Linked DNA regions of Xenopus laevis: region 2 is linked to region 1. Evidence: chromatin contacts called from public Hi-C data. All regions are on one chromosome and are shown on one strand. Each heading gives the region's core, a stretch centred on a gene start, on an enhancer-like site or on the middle of the called end of the contact. The rest is flanking DNA. Distances are from core to core; before and after follow the strand shown. Region 1 has its middle 31 kb from the start of LOC121394882. Region 2 holds the start of prdm14.L (PR domain zinc finger protein 14).

Region 1 (4,886 bases), core at 1,824-4,323:
GACCACCTTAACTCCACGGTAGATTTTGATCAGATTTTGTGGGTCAGTTTTATCTGATCTTGCCATGCAACACCACGAAATCCCCAACTGTAATGTAATGTTGCGTTAGATAAAGTCGGATGGAGTTTTATACATGAGTTTTCTTTCGACAGTCAATGTATTTCAGTGAGGAAAAAAGCAGGCAGATTTGAAGATCCCCCAGTCCCTTTTATAATTGACTTCAGTCTTTTCCCAGAGAATAGGAAAAAGTATAAAAATCATAAGATGACAAGTCTTTTAATAAATTCCAGGACGGGGTAGTCATTGGTATAGCTCTTCTTTCCTAGGCCAAGGGTCCGCACACAGCATATAGGGGGTTCCTATTTTTTTTTCTATGGATCATTTTTTTCTGCTTAATACATTCATTTGAATAATAGTTTTAAAAAATCATAATTTTCCATATTTATTAAGCAAAATGAAAAACATTTGCGAGGTCACGTTGAAGTCAATGGGGGCTGTCCCAGCCAAAATGTACATGTAAACTGTGAGTTTATTCAAAGTAGAAAAAAAACTATTTTGATAACTAGGCCTCCCTAGTTGTAGGGAAAACATATTCCAAAAAATGCCAGGACTGTCTAAAACTTCTGAAACTGCACTAGTGACCAAACCTCCTATATTCTGAAGTTTATGATAGCAGCTAACAATTTCTTCTTTGTAACATAGAATAACACATCGTTATATCATTATCAAGTGACTTGGATACATATTTGGTGATTCCCTTTTTCTTGAGAAAAAACAGACTACCTGTGCCATTCCGTAAGGCCTCTCTTCCTGAGTTTAACGGCTCTTACTGACGAGCGGTTGAAGCTGCGCTCCCCTGCGTTCCGTTTTTCTGTGTTCAGCCGCAGGGGAGCGCGGGAATAGACGCATTTAGCTTTTTTCCATGGGGCTGTACTCACACAGGCGCGTGTAAACACCAAACGCAGGTTGAGACGCAACATGCTGCATTTTTGCTGCGTTCGGCACCTACACGTGCCTGTGTGAGTACAGCCCCATGGAAAAAAGCTAAATGCGTCTATTCCTGCGCTCCCCTGCGGCTGAACGCAGAAAAACAGAACGCTGGGGAGTGCAGCTTCAACCGCTCATCAGTAAGAGCCCTAAGTCCAATCAAATTCCTAGTTTTGCCCTGATCATCACTTATGTTTGTGATGCCCAATGCTTAGAGAACAGCTCTGTTTGCACATAAGAATATTCAGACTTCCCAGATCGATTACTGCTGTGCATACTAAGCTTAATTCACGCAGCTGGATCCATTTATACTGGCCACTCGTTAGTTAAAGCACCTAAAACCTTGGTTCAGTATTAAGTTTACAAACCTTATGTAATAATTACCTTTTTTTTTTTTTTACTCTTTTTGTGCCATTCCATAGAAAATTTCATAGAAAACTAAAGTATATATCTCTTGTATCTCTATTTGGCCTGAATCAAATATATTTAATTTAGTGTAATATCTGTATCTTATATTATTTCTGTTAAATAGACAATAAAGTAGGGAATGTGGAGGAATAATTGTGTGTACAGATCATTCTTGCCCTGTATTTTCCACTTATGCATACATTCTACTCTTTTACTTTTATGCTCAAAAATGAATGTGAAAACACACACATTAAAGCAACAGCACTTCCCCTTGTCATCAGTAGGTGGTACTGTAGCAGTTTCAGTCTCAAAATATTTCTTTTAATTACCCTTACAGGGTAATTAATGTCCTGTAAAGCAGGCTAGAAATCAAGTAGTTTAAGTACAGGTCTGAAATTACAGTGAAGGATTGTGTTTCTAAGTTATCACCCCTAGATTTATATGTAGGATGATAACTTCACCCCAGCCTACTGGTGACAACACCATTTATTCACATGTTGCGATTTTTTGCCTATTGCACTAATCCAGACAACTGACCCAATGGGATCAATCTTATAACCAGAGTTGGCTGTGCTCCTTCTACATATGACAGTATATGGCATTCTTTGAGGAACATGGTTATATCATGGTTATATCAGTCAGAAATTAAACTTTTGGCAATATGAATATGTGACTAGCCATCCCAAGTACCTACAGCAGCAGAGAACACAGATACATATAATGCCAATTCCAACAGCATGACGATGGTGGAACAAGGTCAGAAAGAGCTGAAGTTGTTGATCATCTGGGATGGCACAATAAGGGGCATATTTATTATGTGGTGTAAAAAATGGTAGGATAATACACCACCCATCACCAATCTTCGCTGTGTAAAATAAGGCGTAAATTGTTTACGTGTTTTTCTTAGAGTGACTTCCGCTGGAAGCAGTGTATTTTTACTTAATACATTTTATGCTGTTCATGTTTCCCCACTCTTTTTTTCTGTATTTTTTTTTTTAGTTTTTTTTTAGGGGGTTAGCTAAAAGAAATCATCAGCACATATTTATTAGACGGATCAAACATTTAACCTTTTTTCCCTCAACTTTATAAAGTTTTAAGCAAATAATACGTCATCAAAGCATCAGCCTAATTCTAGGGGCAACTGCATCACTTATGGTAGTGCTTCATCTAGAATGTGCCTTGACCTACAGAGGATGTTATATCCTTGGGAGGTTTGTCTTACAAAATGAAATGTTGATCCAAAATAAGCCATCAAAATACACAAGCGCTTGGTTTAGCTTATTGCTAATTGGACGTGTTATATGTGTGTAGAGATCCCTGCTGTCAATGAGACTGTAAACACTTAAATCAGACTTGGCAGTAAGTCATTTAATAAAAGTCCTGTTTGCTTCAGCCAGTAATGATGCCGTGATATGGTGTGGTGGCCATAAACTGTTGTTTTTTATGGTTGCCATAGGTGCTCTGAACAGAAGTGCTGATATTCAGTGCATTCAAATGTGCACATCTGGGCTGTAAAGGGATCATTCAATATGCTGTATTTACATTCTGTTTGCCCTGTCTTACGTCCTCTGTTGTCTCTGACTGATGCTGCCTTACACGGAATTAGTGTGAGGGCTGCTGGGAGTGTGCTGCACACGTGCTAAGAAGACTTAATCCCTATTAAGATGTAAAGTGTGCAGACCTAGGGTAATTGTGTCTGCATGTGCCTCGGGCATTGTTTAAAGTCTTCTAGCATCGGGCCTGTGTGGGCTTCTAACAACATTGTGGGCTTGTTAATAAAGGCAATTGCACTGCAAGGTTTTTAAAGGAAGGGGGGTTACCCTCTGGTCAATCTTTTCTTTTTCTTTTACTGCTCCTCCATTCAAAGTGTGCCACTCTTTTACATACAGACACAGCAGTTAAGAACGGCAATTAACTTCATCATGTGGGCAGTAGGTTTAAGTACATTACCCCGAAACAAAGAAAGGATGAGGACAGAGACAGATGATCTATAGATAGTGGCAAAGATAGAGAAACAAAGATAGATAGGCAAAAGTAGGTAGATGTATGGATAGGTCACTGGAGAAAGACAGAAGGAATGAACGGAAGGAATTAAAAAAAGGGGTAGACTGAACAAAGAATGACGTATTAATCCAACAAACAAATGAGTAAAATAGAACAAGAATAGTAATACCCAGTGTGTGACATACAGATAGAAAGGACAGACAGCCAAGTGGAAGGGCACTGTAGTTTTCATAATTTGGATCTTCATATCTTAAGTCTACTAGAAAATCATGTAAACATTAAATAAATCCAATAGGCTGGTTTTGCTTCCAATAAGGATGAATTATATCTTAGTTTGGATCAAATACAAGGCACTGTTTTATTATTACAGAGAAAAGAGAAATCATTTTTAATCTTTGGATAAAATGGAGTCTTGTGGGAGATGGCCTTTCTGGATAATGGTTTTCCAGATAATGGATGCCATAAATGTACTATTATTTTATATTCAATAAATGTTGAAACTTTGAATTTGAAATATTTTCTTGTTTTAAAAACATAAGTCTGACCAGTAATGTTTAAATGACAATATTTTATTAGTTGTATGTATTTTCTGTAATAGTCATTAATAGTATCATGTATTTATTCACATTTTGTTTGCATTTCAATGTTTTTCCAATACAGAGGGGAATAGCCCCTTTAGTTAAAAAGAAAAAGGAAAAGAAAGGGACGAACAGAGATTTGAATCTTTCTTACTCTTTTGGGCTATTATTCATTATTTGAGCAGAGATAGATATGTTTAGATTTATACTCTTTTGATTAATATTCCCTATATTTTGCTAAGTATTTTTAAAGCATGACTAACATTTTGTCAGATTGTGAGACAGAGTGTGATATAATTTTGATAAACTGCTGTATTTTGTTCTTGTCAATGAAAAAAAACAATAAAACATTTTGAAAAGTAACGTATTAATAAACATATTCCACAGCGCTGTGCTATAAATGGATGTATGTCTTAAACATAACAATTACATACACAAACAACCAATCACCTATACAAGAGGTAAAGCCTGTACTTTATGTTACTTAGTTGCCTAAATCCATATTAATGGCATACTGAAGGCAAAACCATACTGTGTTTTTATTTAATAGATCATAGTGTTCCAAATTATAGAATACCCCCATATACGAAAATACATCCAAATCCCAAGCATTCTGGATAATAGATCCCTTAGCTGTTCCATGAAGATGAACGCACGTATTTTCTATATAAATTTCAAACTCATAAGAAATGCAATATAATGAAAAGAGTTTTATTAATCTGTATCAACTTCTTTGAGGCTGTTTAGCTAACAAGTGTTGGGGAGCCACTTGGCTTGCTGTAATGCTGGCTATGATGGCTATGACGTGGCTAGGAGTCAGAATTAGATTTTTATTTGACTTTTCTCATGTAGAATAAACAATGAGCCAGAAGGAAATGTTGGTGTCCTTTTTTTTCACTGAAGCAAATA
Region 2 (4,206 bases), core at 917-3,416, 63 kb after region 1:
AACTATCTATTCATAAAATAATAAAAACAATTGCCGGGAGCAATATTAGTTACTTAGAACCTGCCAGGCTTTTGGGTGATGACACAAGTTCCAGGTAAAAAGAAAAAAAAAAAGAAAAACAACCATGAATGAATATATCCCCTGCCTTGGGCATGACTTTTGGTATCAGCAATCACTTAATTAGCTGCATTACATAATGAGAGATGATTGAAAACCAGCATTGCACCATTGCATTTTTCCTAACATTTCTTTTTTTGTTTTTTTTTTTGTTTCAGGTGGCATTATTTTATATATTTTTTATTATTATTTTATGAATAGATAGTTACATCAATAACAACAGAAACTACATGCAAAAAAAATGCAATAATTATATTAATAAGACAATTAATACAAGCAATTCTAATATATTCATTTAAAAAAAAAACAAATAAATCAGATTTCTAGTGCAAGTTCCTAATATTTCTTTCTAACCCTGCACTGATTTTTTTTGCTCATTCCAGATATTATTTAATTTGCTTTTTTTTTTTTATGCTTGCCCTAATTAATTACTCACGTGACTTAAAAAGGATTTGGTTTATAAAGTTAACATTGACTTATAGAAATGAACATTGCAGGCTTGCCATAAATTATTCGTTTGCTCTCATTTAATTATTCGTTTTCTTAAAGTTTCAGATCATTTTCTATGGTAAAAATCCAATTCTATTAAAAGTTACACTTTAACATTTCCTTCCCCATGAGAACATTTCTGATTTTTAGTTTGTTGCAAATAAACACAGGTCTAAGAGCAGTAGGTTTGTCAGATAAACCCTATTATTAGATTGCTAATTGGGTACCAATACCATAATGAAGAGAATCATTCCAAGCCCTGCTTAGTAAGGGATCTCATTGACTTGCATAGTTCCCTCCCTGAGTTGGTTTTAAGGTGCTGCTTTGCAATCTTTTCTCTGTATGTAATGCAGCTTCTCTAGCAGCTAATTAAGTGATTGCTGATACCAAAAGTCATGCCCAAGGCAGGGGATATATTCATTCACACAAAAGGGAAAGAGAAAATGGGGAGATTACCTGAATATTGTGTAAATTTAGCCCTGAATCCTTCTAACAACAGAAGGATATTGACTCTCATCAAGGTTATTTCTTTGTAGGTTCAGTAATAAATTATGTATTATTATTATTCTTTATAGAATTGGAAATTTACAATCAACAAATATTTTTGTGGGTTCATTTTGTGTACATTTTTATTTTTCCTTGGATTTGGGGGAGAAATAAATGTTTTATATGTACCTTTTTGTAGAAGCTCTGTTCTGGCACAAGGGATAATTATGTAAAATCAAGAGAATAAGGATTCCAGTTCTCTAATTAATTATATTCGTTAGAAAAAAAATTATTGTGTATATGTGTGTTTGGAATTGGTTTGATCATTTATGAATTTAGTTACAGACAATACAGAAACATAGATAGATATAAATTGAAACGAATTTTGTCAACTGGCTATGGAGAATATTTAAAAATCAATGTCAATTTCGTTCTCATCAGATACAGGAAAATAAAGGGCTAATTCGGGTTGTGGATCTGGAAGGAATAAATGAGCCCAGCCGACCCCAGCGAGTGGTTTATGTGCAGGGGGTCGGGTTAAACAGTCCCCGCTTACAATAACCTTTTTTTAATGATCAATAAACAATTCGCACGATTGTTAAACGGACAGCAGCTTAAATGTCCATGAATGGGATCCGATGGGCGAGATGAATGGCAGAGCGATCATTGAAACAAAACGGGGTCGTGACACACAAATGGACAAACACGGGGTCAGGGGAAGAGGTCACAAATAATGAAGCCGTCGCTCCACATTAACAAAACGTTGAGACATCAGTCTGGCTGCCAGAGGTTGCAGAATGACGCACTTAGCGCTTAAGGTTGCGCCAAAGAGCAATAATTCGACGCATTTAGAAGGGAATTGTACTTACTGTCAGCAGTGAAAGCTCGATAATTCCAGTTAAGCCTCCAAGTAGAATCCTGCGGCTCCAGCTCATCCCGTGTCTAATGACTGTTGCCTGGTGCAGGGGTCGGGCTCTGGCTCATCTCTTGCTTTGGGAAGGATCAAGCCTGGAGTGTGAGCTCTTGCTCGTGTCTGAGACTTGTACGAGGCAGATGGTGTTAAAAGGAAATTCAGGAAAGGGGGTGGGGGTCACGTGCAGTCCCAAAGTGTGTCCTGAAAAACTGCATCTCTAGCCCCTCCCACCTCACCCCCAACAGCCATTGGCTAGTGATCTGCTCATCTTCCCTTGGTCTCTGTGGACCTTCCTTAGAAGGCTGCTCCTCACTGTACCTGCTGATGGATATATGTGTATGTGTGTATATGTGTGTCTATGTATATATGTGTGTGTGTATATATGTGTGTATAAATGTGTATATATATATATGTGTGTGTGTGTGTATGTGTATAAATGTGTGTATATGTTTATATATGTGTATATATATGCGTTTATATGTGTAAATGTGTGTGTATATATATATGTGTGTGTAGAGCAAATAACCGGCACTCACGATATTGAGGTCATCGGTGCCTGGGTGCAGTCCTCGTTCAGTAAAGTCAATAGAAGTAGTAACAGGGGTGCTTCGCCAATGAGGCAAGTTGAGGCTGTCGCCTCAGGCAGCAGCGCCCCACTAGGTACCAGGGGTGCCAAAAAAGCTGCTCCTGCTACTTTAAGAGCGAATTTCCGGGGGAGGGGGGGCCAGGATCGCCCCTGAGTAGTAGAGATCGCACTCACAGGTCTTGGGTATAGTAAGTAGATTTTTATTGTGGACAATCGCTGACGTTTCGGCTGATACAACAGCCTTTCTCACTTGGCTGTTGTATCAGCCGAAACCTCAGCGATTGTCCACAATAAAAATCTACTTACTATACCTAAGACCCGTGAGTGCGATCTCTACTACTTCTATATATATATGTGTATATATGTGTATATATGTTAGGGATGCACCGAATCCAGGATTCAGTTCGGGATTCGGGCAGGATTCGGCCTTTTTCAGCAGGATTCGGATTCGGCCGAATCCTTCTGCCCGGCTGAACCGAATCCCAATTTGCATATGTAAATCAGGATTCAGTTCGGTATTCAGCCGAATGTTTCGCGAAGGATTCGGGGGTTCGGCCGAATCCAAAACAGTGGATTCGGTGCATCCCTAATATATGTATAAATGTGTATAAATGTGTATATATATATATATTTGTGTGTGTGTGTATATATATGTGTATATATGTGTGTATGTGTATACACTACAACCCCCATTTTATGTTTTTTGGGGGACCAGAAAAAAATGGTGTAAAATCCAGGAAAATGTAAAATCAGGGAAATGTATTCTGTATAATATATAGGTGGGACCACAAAACAACAATGTAAAATGAGGAAAAACTTAAAATCAGGGGATGTTAAATGGGGGTTCTACTGTATATATGTGTATATGTGTATATATCATCATCATTTATTTATTTATTTATTGATATAGCGCCGACAAGATACGCAGTGCTTTACCTTAGTTATAACAAACAGGGAATAAATGGATGATAACAAAGAAGGGTCACAGAGTACAATAGGATTAGAGGGCCCTACAAATTAGAGTTTACAAACTAAAGGTCAGGGTACAATTGAGACATTAGGATTTTAGAAACAATGTATGATTTATGATACAGCTATGATTGATTAATTAAGGTACATTGAATAAGCTTCTTTAAACAGGTGGGTCTTTAAGGAGAGTTTTGAAAGTTTGGAAAGAAGGAGAAAGTCTGACAGCTCGAGGCAGAGAGTTCCAGAGAAAAGCAGAAGCCTAAGAGAAGTCTTGTAGATGAGAATGGGCAGAAGTGAGAGATGAGAGGAGAAGTGAGGCGAAGATCAGAAGCAGAGCGAAGGTTGCGTGATATGTGTGTATATATGTGTATATATGTGTATATATGTGTGTATATATGTGTATATATGTGTATATATGTGTGTATATATGTGTATATATATATATATGTCTGTGTATATATGTGAATATATTGCCATACAGGCTTCAGGTTGGCTGCAGAACCAGGACATCACCAACTGGGCCCTTTATTTATCCCATTATTGCCCACTCTGGGCCTCTGAGAAACCTGCAAAGTCCCCCAAAGCAGACACCCCCAGACACACAGCTCAGTTGAAATATAGATCTTATCAGTAATCCCTTAAATTG

What was found. Hi-C and Micro-C count contacts between places; a contact is called where the count stands out from the background.
Region 2: a Hi-C map of the XTC cell line shows a contact between it and region 1, with 2.2 times the contacts expected there. The contact joins the promoter of prdm14.L here to the enhancer-like site in region 1. A contact is called at or near these places in 2 of 4 Hi-C or Micro-C datasets (the XL177 cell line and the XTC cell line).

What each region holds. Positions count from the first base shown.
Region 1 is chr6L:128,566,243-128,571,128 of Xenopus_laevis_v10.1, forward strand. No RefSeq gene overlaps it. Among protein-coding and RNA genes, the nearest start is that of LOC121394882, 31 kb to the left of the region's middle. Within about 2 kb of position 3,074, at least 2 of the 7 cell types and tissues checked have an H3K27ac peak or open chromatin away from gene starts, as enhancers often do.
Region 2 is chr6L:128,629,678-128,633,883 of Xenopus_laevis_v10.1, forward strand. prdm14.L (PR domain zinc finger protein 14) reads right to left here and starts at 2,167. Exons shown (of 8, transcript XM_018268079.2): 1 at 1,962-2,167.